Linked DNA regions of Mus musculus: region 1 is linked to region 2. A link is a contact called in public HiChIP or PLAC-seq data. All regions are on one chromosome and are shown on one strand. The core of a region is the stretch at or near the end of the contact, and the rest is flanking DNA. Distances in the headings are between cores, read along the strand shown.

Evidence for each region. HiChIP or PLAC-seq counts read pairs in DNA pulled down with a chosen protein or histone mark.
Region 1: a contact with region 2 is called in an H3K27ac HiChIP or PLAC-seq map of microglia, with 4 times the contacts expected there. The contact joins two enhancer-like sites. A contact is called at or near these places in 1 of 39 promoter capture datasets (hippocampal neurons), 1 of 115 datasets of contacts at active chromatin or transcription factors (microglia) and 1 of 9 other capture datasets (embryonic stem cells).

Annotation. Positions count from the first base shown.
Region 1 is chr2:31,593,184-31,599,182 of GRCm38.p6, forward strand. Fubp3 (far upstream element (FUSE) binding protein 3) reads left to right here. Exons shown (of 18, transcript NM_001033389.4): 4 at 1,660-1,709; 5 at 2,067-2,138; 6 at 3,411-3,468; 7 at 5,355-5,517. Among named protein-coding and RNA genes, the nearest start is that of Mir6998, 16 kb to the right of the region's middle. Within about 2 kb of position 3,503, at least 9 of the 459 cell types and tissues checked have an H3K27ac peak or open chromatin away from gene starts, as enhancers often do. A contact at or near this core is called in microglia, where this site is marked.
Region 2 is chr2:31,198,213-31,203,882 of GRCm38.p6, forward strand. All of the region lies in intron 14 of Gpr107 (G protein-coupled receptor 107), which reads left to right. Among named protein-coding and RNA genes, the nearest start is that of Gm22516, 11 kb to the left of the region's middle. Within about 2 kb of position 3,934, at least 25 of the 459 cell types and tissues checked have an H3K27ac peak or open chromatin away from gene starts, as enhancers often do. A contact at or near this core is called in microglia, where this site is marked.

The sequences.
Region 1 (5,999 bases), core at 2,253-4,752, 390 kb after region 2:
CTGGGTCTGTTAACATCACCAACAGTCAGTTAAGTTGGAAGGTTTAGCCTGAATTTCTTGTTTCATTGTTTTGTTTGTTTAATGAGTTAAAATAACTTATGTGAGGTTGTTAGTATGAAATGCTGATAAGCATTTCCTTTTAAGCTGTAATTAGCATGTAACTTTTCCAGGGTGCCTATTCTTAGTGCCTTAGACCAGTTTCTGCCTTTCTTTCCGAATAGAGCCTTTGAGCTGGGTGTGGTATCATATGACTTTATCCTTGCACTTGGGAGGCATAGATGGAATGTTTGAATCCAAGGCAGCCTAGTCTACATAAGAAGCCCCGGTCCAGCCAGAGGTATATAGAGGAGGGTTGGAGGGGAGCTAGAAATTGAGATTGATAGCCAGCGTCATGTATGAGTGCTAGAGAATTGCCCAGCACTGTGGTGTTCTCTATTGTGTATGTTGTTGTGTTAGGGGTCTTGTTGGGATTGGTTTTGTTTTCGGTGCTGGGGATGAGCTTAGGACTGTTGGCAAGCATGCTGTGTAGTCACCTTACACAGGGCTGACCAGTCCTGACATTACCCATTCATAAGCAGACCCAGCTCACGGTTTCATGTACAGGATGCTGAGCCCCTGCCACCGTGCTAAAGTGCATCCTGGCAGGCCTGGCCTCTGCTAGGGGTCGTTGGGCCTTGAGGGCTGGTGGGTGCCAGGTATTGGCCCCATTAGAGTTTCGTGAATGCTTGTATTGCTCCAGATAGGGAGAGACGTGGGGAAAGATCCCTGTGTGCAGGCTGAGGACAGTTCCTGTCATGGTGACGTGGTGGCAGAGCTATTTATGCTGTTGCATTTCTTCTAAGTGCTGCACTCCCCTGAAAATGGACTGTATTCGATCCTTTCCATGATGGGTAAAAATCCAGCTGTGTGAGAAAGGCTTGAAAATGTATGCTTTTCTAAGGTTGTTTTTTGTTTTTTGATTTTTTTTTTTAAAGACTACTTGTATGTAGCATCCCCTAAGGTAAATGTTTAGATTTAATTGCTTTCTGTGGTGCTGGGCAATTGGATATTGTCCACAATACACTGCATGCTACGTTTCTAAGTTTGTGTGAAAGAGCCGATGAAGTCTTTTTTTTTTGAAGGCACCTGATGAACAGGATAGTATTTAACAAAAAAGTCTCTCACAGCACGAGTGAGGCGATTGTGCTGTCCTGCCTTACACTGATTAGGCTCTGCAGGGTGCTGGGTTTCCTGGGCACGTACTATCTTAAAAGACATAGGAAACAGATCAGGAAATCAAAAACGTTGACTGTTTTAATCTAGAGCTCATACCTTAATAAATGTCTTGAAGCTCTTTCCATACCCCAGCAGCTCATTACCTGTCCTGGGCTTGATGACCCGTCTGTTACCTCTGCCAGTCACATAAACGTCTGTCTGTCCAGCAGGCAGCTAGGGAGGAAGCTGGTGGAAGCATCTGGGTGTTTCTGCTTTGGCCGGAGATAGGAGGCTTTGGGGTTCCCAAGGAATGCTTGACCAAAGGGACCCCAAAACGACATTCTCTGGGTGTTTGGGAAAGGCCAAATCAGCAAGCATGATTGATTTAAGCTTTCATCTTGGGGATATAAGTTGGTTGCAGAAGTTTGAATTCTGTCTTTTACTAAAAACTTTCTTTGTTTTTAGGGCAGTAATAACAGAAGAATTCAAAGTGCCTGATAAAATGGTTGGATTTAGTAAGTATTGCCTTTTTCCTTAACTCCTGTCTGTTCTTGTCTGTTAGACTCTCTTATGAGCATGTCACCTGTGGTAGCCTGCTAGGGGGACTGTTGCAGGCATCGTGGTCAGTATCATCTGAACATCAGAGTACTTGGCCACCCCTAGCTATGCTTGCCAAGGCCGAAGTCGTTACCTGCTGTGTGTCACATGCATCGTCTGTTGCTGTGACGTCCATGAGCTGAGAGGACTCCCCAGAGGTTGGCTTATAGTGAGCTGTGAGCAGAGTGTAAATGTTTGCTGAGTTAATTAAGCTATCCATGTGTGCTTATGTGTGCAAAGGGGGGCACCTTCTGACCCTGCTCGTTTCATTGCAGTTATTGGCAGGGGAGGTGAGCAGATTTCACGAATTCAAGCAGAATCTGGGTGCAAAATTCAGATTGCCTCAGGTAAGGGCTACTTTCCTCATAGATTCATTTAGTAGAAATCAGTGTTTGACAGCAGTTTCCACAATCTGTGTCTGCTTTTGGTTAGAAGCTAGGGTAAGTATGTGTGATTGCTGTCTGTTTTGCACTTCTGGGGTTGGACCCCACCTGAGCACCAAAATCAAAAGCCAGCCTGGTAATGAGGTTCACGCCTGCCTCCTAGGGCAACACTCAACTCTGGCCAGTGTGGCCTCCTCCTCCTAACACCTGCTGGCTGGGCTAAGACATATGTTTTCTGCACCAGAATGTGATGCCAGGCATAGTGGGGCCTGCACCCAGCTTCCCTGTACAAGACCATCCTTCCACTTTGTGGGGAGGACAGTAGGGCTCCTGGCTGAGTGGGGGTCAGACACCTTTCTGGACTGCTCAGACATTCTTTCAGTTCTGACCATTTGACGTTGAAAGACACTGGTTAAAGAACAGTTTTATTTGAGTTGTAGTTTTAGTATGTCATCCGAGTGTGTCCTCGCTCCATTTGAGAGGAGGAGAGGTCTGGAGACATTCCTGTAGAGAACGTTCGTCATTTATACAATACTCACTTCAGTGTCTTAAAAGCAGTAATGGCTCTTAGCGATTTGTCTTGAGGATTTTTTGTTGGTTTTTACAGTGCCAGGGAGTAAAAACAGTTTACATACATAGGCTAGGCGAATGCAAGCTCCCTCTTTCAGTGTTTTGAGAAAAGATTTTTAAGGAGTTTTTAGGGTCAGTTTAAAACATATGGGTAAATAAATAAAACATGTGGGTGTTGGAAACAAAGGGTTTTCTCTCCTGTCAAATGGCCCAGAGACCAGTAGCACATCCCTGCTGCCGATTTCTTGGGATGTGAATACAATAAATGCTGTAATCCTGGCGTGTTTATAAAGTCCTGAGTACACCGCAGAGCCGTCTGCAGGCTGGTGACTATGGAGCTGCTCTGCACACAGTGTGAGGGAAACCTGAGGGAGTGACTGCAGTGCTAAGGAGCCTCTGGGCAAGTCCGAGTGAGTGGGGCTTGGTAATTAGGACCAACTCACAGAGCTCTGCTGTGTCCTGCTGGCTCTCTGTGGGACTCAGTCTCTAGGTTGAGAACTAAAGTTCTGTCCCCCAGCAAAGCAAACTGGTCTTTTTGGGAGACTGTGCTTCTGTGGGGGTGGTGTAGGAACCAGCCCCAGAGAGAGACAGTCTACACACAGAGGCAAAGGCACACAGCTGCCTGATGCCCACCAACACACCTCATCTTCTTGATTCTTCTTATAGAGAGTTCTGGGATTCCAGAGAGGCCCTGTGTACTTACCGGAACCCCAGAAAGTATTGAGTAAGTTTGTTTTATTTACTTTTTCCTTTCACTTCTTCTTCCTCCTTCCCCAAGTGAGGAGAAACGGAAGGGCAGTACTGCTGCTGCATACTGTCCCTCTGTGCTGAGTCTGCCCACAGCACACCTCCAGTAGCAGAAAGACCTGGGAGCTTACCACACCACACCAGGACAGCTCTTCTTTTAGCCCAAACACACAAGCCCAGAATGCCTCCTAGCTGTCATGACCTCTCCATAAATCAGGGGCTGAGCAGTGGACACTCATCCTGGCTAATCACACTAATCAGCAACCTCCTTGTTAACACCTCCCATACCTGAACAGACCTGGATCAGAGGATTTGATCACTTTGTGAGCTTAAAAAACTGGGTACCAGGCGTTTTCCCTGGGCCAATTGATCTGCTTACTCTTTTGATGCTTGCGAACCAAGTGAATCCACTGTCCTTTGCTCCACTCACAGAGCCTGTGAACCAGTCAGCAGGTGCCTTGGCCCAACATGTGACATTGCTGTTGGCAAGAGCCCTGATAATTTGCCTTGCTTCCCTGTCCTGATACATGCTTGCTCAGAGCCCTATACCAAACACAAAGCTCATAGACCCACGTACCTCCAGAGGAGCAGGACTGCAGGCTGGAGTGGTTCGCTTTCCCCTTTCGGTCTGTACAGTAGTGTTTGGCTAGGGGACAGGGGAGCTGAGATTATGTCTAGCTCAATAGGTAGGGTTGTTTTATTGTTTCCATTTCTCAGGGAGCCTAGATGGGTTTAAATTCTCTTGTTCTGCTATAACATTGCAAGCGATGAACCAGAATAAATACCACTGGCAGGTGTGCATTATAGGGCAAGCTGGATGGTTGTGCTGGAGTCCCAGCATTTTTTTCCAGCACAGGTTAATCTAGTACACTAGCAAAATACTAAAAAGCTGCTGCAGCTGAGAGCCCATAAGATGATTCTGCACACAAAGGCTCAAGACTGCAAAAGACGGCTCGCCCTTCCTACTCCTAAACGCTCCCACTTTGTGTCTACCCAAGGAGCTCCAGCTTGAGAGTAAGCTTGAGGAGGAATATCTCTCTCCAGCACAGACAGCCTTCTGCTTGATGAATCTGTTTCTCTTACAACAACAACAAATTGTGATGACTTAAAGAATACATTCTGCAAATAACAGCCAGGGAAGATTCTGGTGCAGAAAAGGAAACTGGCCCAACATGTGATATTGTAGGCTGGGTTGTTCGGTTGATACCTTGCAGAAATGAAGACAGATAGCAGGGCTATGAAGCACAAAGTCCCTACTGGGCTGCACCAGTCAGGTGCTCCCTGGAATACAGCTGCAGCAGGATACTGCCCCTTTTGTCCTGAACCACACTGGAGATCCAGACTGAGCTGGAAGTCCTCAAGCAGTGTTGCTGGCAACACGGAGACGTTGGAATTGAGAGGCTGAAGCGTGGCTACTAACCCTTGCTTTCTCCGTCTCTCTCATCGCTCCTTCTCCCCCACCCTCGCTAACAAGTGTGCTGAGTGTCTCCTGTGAGGGTTGTGCTAGATGGGGGAACAGAGGTGGACAAAGGACAAAAGAGCTGCATTGAAGGAGGCAGGGCTCTGAGGATGCAGGCAGGTGCAGAGGGCAGACATGAGGGGTGGGGTCTGACAGTGGCTAGCTTCTGAGACTCCAGGGGAAACTATGCTGTGCTGTGCTGTGCTGTGCTCTGCTGTGTGTTACCTTTGAATTGCAGTACTGTAGCGTGGCGAATGGTTGAGACCTCCCAGGTTATGAGGCAGGAGCAGGAGCTGGCGCTGGATGGAGGGCTGCCTTGACTCCTTTGTGTTTTCCCTGGTACCTAGAACGTCTTAAACAACCATTTAATGCTGGGTCTCTTGTGATTTTTCTCCCTCCCAAAGACAAGCCAAACGGCTCCTGGGGCAGATCGTGGATCGATGTCGGAATGGGCCTGGCTTTCACAACGATATGGATGGCAACAGCACAATCCAGGAACTTCTTATCCCTGCATCTAAAGTGGGGCTGGTCATCGGCAAAGGAGGGGAAACGATCAAGCAGTTGCAGGTGATTTGAGAACCGTTTGGTGCTGCGCTGGGCTGCCCTTGCACACTCAAGAGCCGAGGCTCCCTTACAGACCTCTCTTCGAATGCCACAGGAGTCCTCCTTTTTTTTGTTTTGTTTTTGTTTTTTGGTTTTGGTCTTTCAAGACAGGGTTTCTCTGTGTAGCCCTGGCTGTCCTGGAACTCACTCTGTAGACCAGGCTGGCCTCGAACTCAGAAATCTGCCTGCCTCTGCCTCCCAAGTGATGGGATTAAAGGCGTGTGCCACCACGCCTGGCAAGAGTCTTTCTTTTGACAGGCATGTGCTGATGCTAAGTGTGTGAGGCAGGAGAGATACCATGGGACAGTTTAAGAGTCAGCGCTCCTGAAATCTGCTTCTTGTTAATAATGACCCATGCTCTTAAATATGCTCATTTAGACAGACTAGGGATATATACCTGGAACTTCACCCCTGGGCTGAGGACAGGAGGATCAGGGGTTCAAGAT
Region 2 (5,670 bases), core at 2,684-5,183:
TGCCTTCCCCTGCTCTTCTCACCCTAGCTGCTGATGGAATGCCCCCTCCCCTTCCACACACCTTCTGCCCTTATGAATTTGGCTGCTGTTAGTGGTATCTGCACTTTTTTTGTGTCCAGCTTGTTCCACACAGCAAAGTGTCCTGAAGTCAGCCCATGTTGTAGCCAGGCCTGAATTTCCTGGCTTTCTAATGCTGAATGATATTGCATGCTATGTATGTGGAGTTTTGTCACCATCCATGTGTCAAGGGTCTCTTGAGTATGATGAACAGTGTTGCTGTGACCTTGGGTGCACATACATACACATTCAGAGACAGATAAGCCGCACAGGGAAGCCTGGGACAAAAGCCATGGGCCACTTCTGCTGGCCGTTGTGATTGTGATCTTCATATACGCTGTTCAGATCTACTGTGTCATATCTGCTCCAAAGTGGCATTTCTGAGCCTCTCAGTGGCCCTGTGTCTGTCTGTCTGCCATGGTGTCAGGGCCAGTGAACAGTCCGTGCCAGGACTCTGTGTCAGATGCTGACTCTTGTCTCATCACCAGCACCTTCATCGCTAGGTTTTTTGGTGTGTCAGATTGGACAGCAGCTCACAGTGCTCAGCACGCGCCCACTCAGCAAGTTTACATCCACAGCCTCTTTGCCATATGTTCTAGTTTCCTCCTGTTGCTGGGAAAAAATACCCTGGAGAAAAGCCTAAATGGTAGAAAGGAAATGTAGGTTTACAGTTCCAGGTTATAGTCCATTATTGGAGAGAATCAAGGCAGGAACTTAAAACACATTCACACTGAAGAGCAGAAAGAATCAATACATAGATTCTTTTTTTTTAAAGGTTTATTTATTTATTATATGTAAACACACTGTAGCTGTCTTCAGACACTCCAGAAGAGGGCTTCAGATCTCATTACAGATGGTTGCTCTCTCTCCGGCCCTACTTGCTCCAGCCCAATGATTTATTTATTTATTTATTTATTATATGTAAGTGCACTGTAGCTGTCTTCAGACACTCCAGAAGTGGGCGTCAGATCTTGTTATGGATGGTTGTGAGCCACCATGTGGTTGCTGGGATTTGAACTCAGGACCTTTGGAAGAGCAGTTGGTACTCTTAACCGCTGAGCCATCTCGACGGCCCCACATAGATTCTTGCTTGCTCGTTCTCAGCTACCTTCTCCTTACTTACACTGTTCTGTACCTCCTACCTAGGGAGTGGTTCCTCCTAGAGTGGTTGGGACTTCCTACATCAACTATCAGTCAAGAGATAGTCATCCACAGGCCAACCTGATCTAGACAATTCCCCACTGACTCTTTCCAGGTATCACTCAACAGATGGTTGAACCTGTCAACTTTGTGAGACTTAGAATCACCGGGGAAACAAGTCTCAGGGCATATCCCTGAGGGATTATCCACATAAGGTTAGTTGAGGTGGGAAGACCCACCATCCCTGGGCTGGGGTTCCAGATTGCATAAAAAAGATTTATTTATTATTATACATAAGTACACTGTAGCTAGCTGTCTTCAGATGCTCCAGACGAGGGCATCAGATCTCATTACGGGTGGTTGTGAGCCACCATGTGGTTTCTGGGAATTGAACTCAGGACCTTTGGAAGAGCAGCAGTGCTCTTACCCGCCGAGCCATCTCACCAGCCCCATGGCAGCCTGTCTATTCTGCACATATGTAGCAGAGAGCTGAGAGCACGGTGGTTGCCATTCTGGAGCTTACAGCAGAGGGAGTTGAGTGACAGGTGCTATTGGAGCACACACGTACTGCATGTGTGGGTATGCACATAAGTGCAGATGCCCCTGGAGCTAAAGTTAAGGTGTTGTAGCTGCCTAATGTGGGTGCTGGGAACTACATCCTCTGCAGGAGTAGTGTGCTCTTGGTGGCTGAGAACCTTTTTTTTTTTTTTTTAAAGAGAGAGAGAAAGAAAGAAAGACTGTCTTCTAGCACCCAGGCTATCATTGACTCAACTATATAGTCAAGGCTGACCTTGAACTTCTGACCCTTCTGCCTCTATCCCATGTGCTGGGATTGCATGCCTGTACCACCACACCCATTTTTGTAGGTGCTAAGGACCAAACCCAGTGCTTTGTGCACACTAGACAACCTTAACAACTCAGCTATCTCCCCATGTTTTTATAAATAGAATCGTGCTTGACAGTAGCCATGGCTGTTGATGGCTTGCTGTGCCCTGCAGTGGCGGAGCTGAGTAACCACAGAGGTTGCAGAGTCTAACATCTGCTGTCCTGCCCTGCCTAGTGTGCCATCCCAGCTACTCTAGACATCTAAGAGATGTCATGTCTTAGACCACATGTGCCATGTCCTGGTACTTGAGCATAAGCCATGGCTGCTTTTAAGTGGTCACTTGGTGGCCAGAGTTGTACTCAGTATTTTTCTTTAACCAGTTAGTGTTGCGTTTGAGGATTCTACTTTTTCTAAACTAGTTAAGGAGGCTAGAGAGATGACTCAGTGGTTAAGAGCACTGACTGCTCTTCCAAAGGTCCTGTGTTCAAATCCCAGCAATCACATGGTGGCTCACAATCATCCATAATGAAATCTGATGGCTTCTTCTGGTGTGTCTGAAGTCAGCTACAGTGTACTTACATATAATAAATAAATAAATAAATAAATAAATAAATAAATAAATAAATAAATATTTTTTTAAAAAAAGACTAGTTAAGGCCTTGGGGGTGGGGGTGGGATGACACTCTGTTCTTCTTAACCAGATAGCCTTGAACAAGGAACAGCTCTGGCTTTAGGGGTCTGTAAGCACAATCCTCCCCAGCTCCTTCACTTCAGTGTCTTTCCGTGACAGGCTTGTCCAGCCTTGGTTTTCACTTTCCAAGTAGGAGCCACGATGCTCTGGTCGGTGAGTGAGAGCTGTTGCCAAGGGAAGCCTAGAGACTCCAGCTGGAAGCCCTCAGGAGAAGAGGGAGCTCCCCACTATACTTGTTGTGGGGACAGCCTGCCTGCTGAGGGGACAGCCTGGCTGAGTCTCTGCCCTACCTTTATATGCACTGCTGCTCAGTGTTGGTTGTTAGAACCCTCCCACCTACAGCAGAGTTTTTAAGAGAAGAGGCAAAGAAATGAGTCCCTGATCTAATCACAGAGCCTTGTCACCATCCTTTTGTCCCTGTGTCACTAAGGACATCATGTCTGGAGCTGCTGCCTTGGATGCTCACAGCCACCTGCAGATACCTTCTTTCCCAGTGCTGTCGCGGGAACACTGGAATGTGCCTGTTTCTCTTGCAGCACACAGTGGTGCCCAGAAAAGCCTCAGAGGGTTCTGCTCTCCTCTCAGGACCACCTCACAGGTCTGCCCAGAGTCTGCCAGTGCCTCCCTCCCACAGGGCTCCTGGGCAGCTGGGACTTCTACATGCTCTCGAGCACAGCTCGGAGGGGGTGATTGAATATGTCATAACACCAGTTTAAAACAAGCATATTTAATATATGTTTTTCACCAAAACCAGGTTTTTTCCTACCTCAGACACACACTCAAAATTCCTGAATTGCTACCAACCTGTATCTTCCAACACTATGAAATAACTGATCTCTTACTTAATAAGTAATGCCATTCCAAGGTCATGTAAGACACAATCCAGAGCCCAGGGACTTCTCACAGCACAGGCTGAGATGCACTGCTTCATTAAGTATCAGCAACTCAGTGTGCACACTTCATGGTAGCTGCCCTCCCTCCCCCAATAGCCTGCTCTGTCCAGGGCTGCTGGTGTGTCTCAGGATTGCAGGCCGCGCTTTCTGATGGAGTGCTGCAGTAGTCCAGGGAGGTCAGACTCTCTGACCTGGAGAGTCTCGCCTGAGTTGGTAGCCTGTGTTATCAAGCAAGCATAAATGTGACCTTCGTCCTAGCTCACTGCTGGTTGCATCTGTGTTGGAGACCTGGGGTTGACTGACATGCGCTCAAGCTTGGCTGCAGTCTCTACTGTAGTGTCCATCTGATTAGCTCATGGACTTCGGCTGTACACTGTGCTGGAGAGAGCAGACGCTGACAGAGCCAGTCTGGACCATCCCTTTGGGCCCCTCCTTGAGCAGTGCTGATGATGGGTTCTGGAGTCAGAGGGAAGGAGGAAGGGCAAAGGAGCACAGGCTTCCCCTGCCCGGTGGTCTTTGGACTTTTTAATTGATTGATTGATTGATTGATTGATTGATTGAGGCAGGTTGCTCGTCCTGAACTTCTAAACTCTAGATTTTCCTCTCAGCCTCCTAAGAAACTGGGGCCTCTGTAGATCTGAGCCACCTGTCCTGCTGGCCCACTTTCATTTCTGTCACTGATGATATGGTCTGGCACAGAACAAGATACATACCCTAGTGGTTTAGCTCATTTACCTTTGACCTCTCTTGGGCTGTTGCTTTAAATGCATGTAGGAGTGAATTGGGATCAGTTTTCACAGCCTCCAGACGCATGAGAGGAAGTGCCCTGTGCTCTGAGGAACCGAGCCACTGGCAGTTACAGCCCTTTCCCCTGCTGACTCCCCCAAACTGTCTGAGGTTTGTTGGTGGGATTTCCTTCTGAAGGCTATAGAGCCCCATTAACACTTTAAAGCCAGTGTTGTGTCAGGTCTCTGGCCTGTGGCCTCTCTCCTGCTCCCAGGGACAGGTGATGGGGTTCGCCCCCACAGGGAGACCCTCTGCCCCAGGAGTGACTTTGAGCAGACTCATGCAGATGGGAGGATGGGCAGGCGGGATCAACTGCTCAGCCTGGGCACTGCAGTGAGGAGCAGGGCGTGGGTGGTAGGCCAGTGGAATGTCTTAAGCCTGAGGCTTTCTTTACACAGAGGCAGAGGCTTTAAGAAGCTGACCCTGTAAGTTAGTAGCCCATGCTGAGAATGGCACTGGCAGTCCCCAGCAGGAACTATGATGGCAGTGGTCAGAAGGTCAGAAGCTGGGGCTTGCCTTTCGCTGATTTGGAGTGTAGGTGGAGAGAGCGTGGCGCTGAGGGAAGTGGCCTTGGGCTCCAGTGGAGGCCTGGCTTCTCCACTTACAGGCTGTGTATGGCTAGCCTTCACCAGGCCAGCTCACTCATCCCAGACAGGTCACTGACAGTGTGGCGTTCTACACAGAGGAGCCTGTGAGATGAAGCAGAAGAAATGGCAGTGCCTGTATCTCTCCATAGACAGTAACAATCATGGTGGTTCTTATTGGTTTTGGATAGTTTCCAAACTGTCAAAGGAAGTGAGCTGGGGGCAGGTCTGATCTGTCTCTGGCCTTCTTAGGGGTTTTGTTATAAGATTTGAAAAAAAGTTATTTCTATATAATGGGGGTTAGGGTGTGCTATACATGCATGCAGAGCCTGAGGACCAGAAGATGGGCTCAGGTCTCCTGGAATTGGAGTTGCAGGCGGTTGTGAGCCAACTGATGTAGGTACTGACAACCAAGCTTGAGTCCTCTGCAAGAGCAGCAATACACTCTTAACAGTAGAGCCACCTTCCCACCCCCCCCCTTTCGGAAGTACTTTTTTCATATATGTTTATAGTATATTTGATTACATTTTCCCATCCCTTTTATCACCCACTCACTCCTTTTGGAATCCTTAACTTCCCCTTCCTTTCATGTCATTTATTTTTTTAAAGAACTTTTTTTGTGTGTGCGTGTGTGTGCACATGCATGAGCACATATGTGTGTGACATGTGCTGAGGTCGTCGTGACGGTCAGCA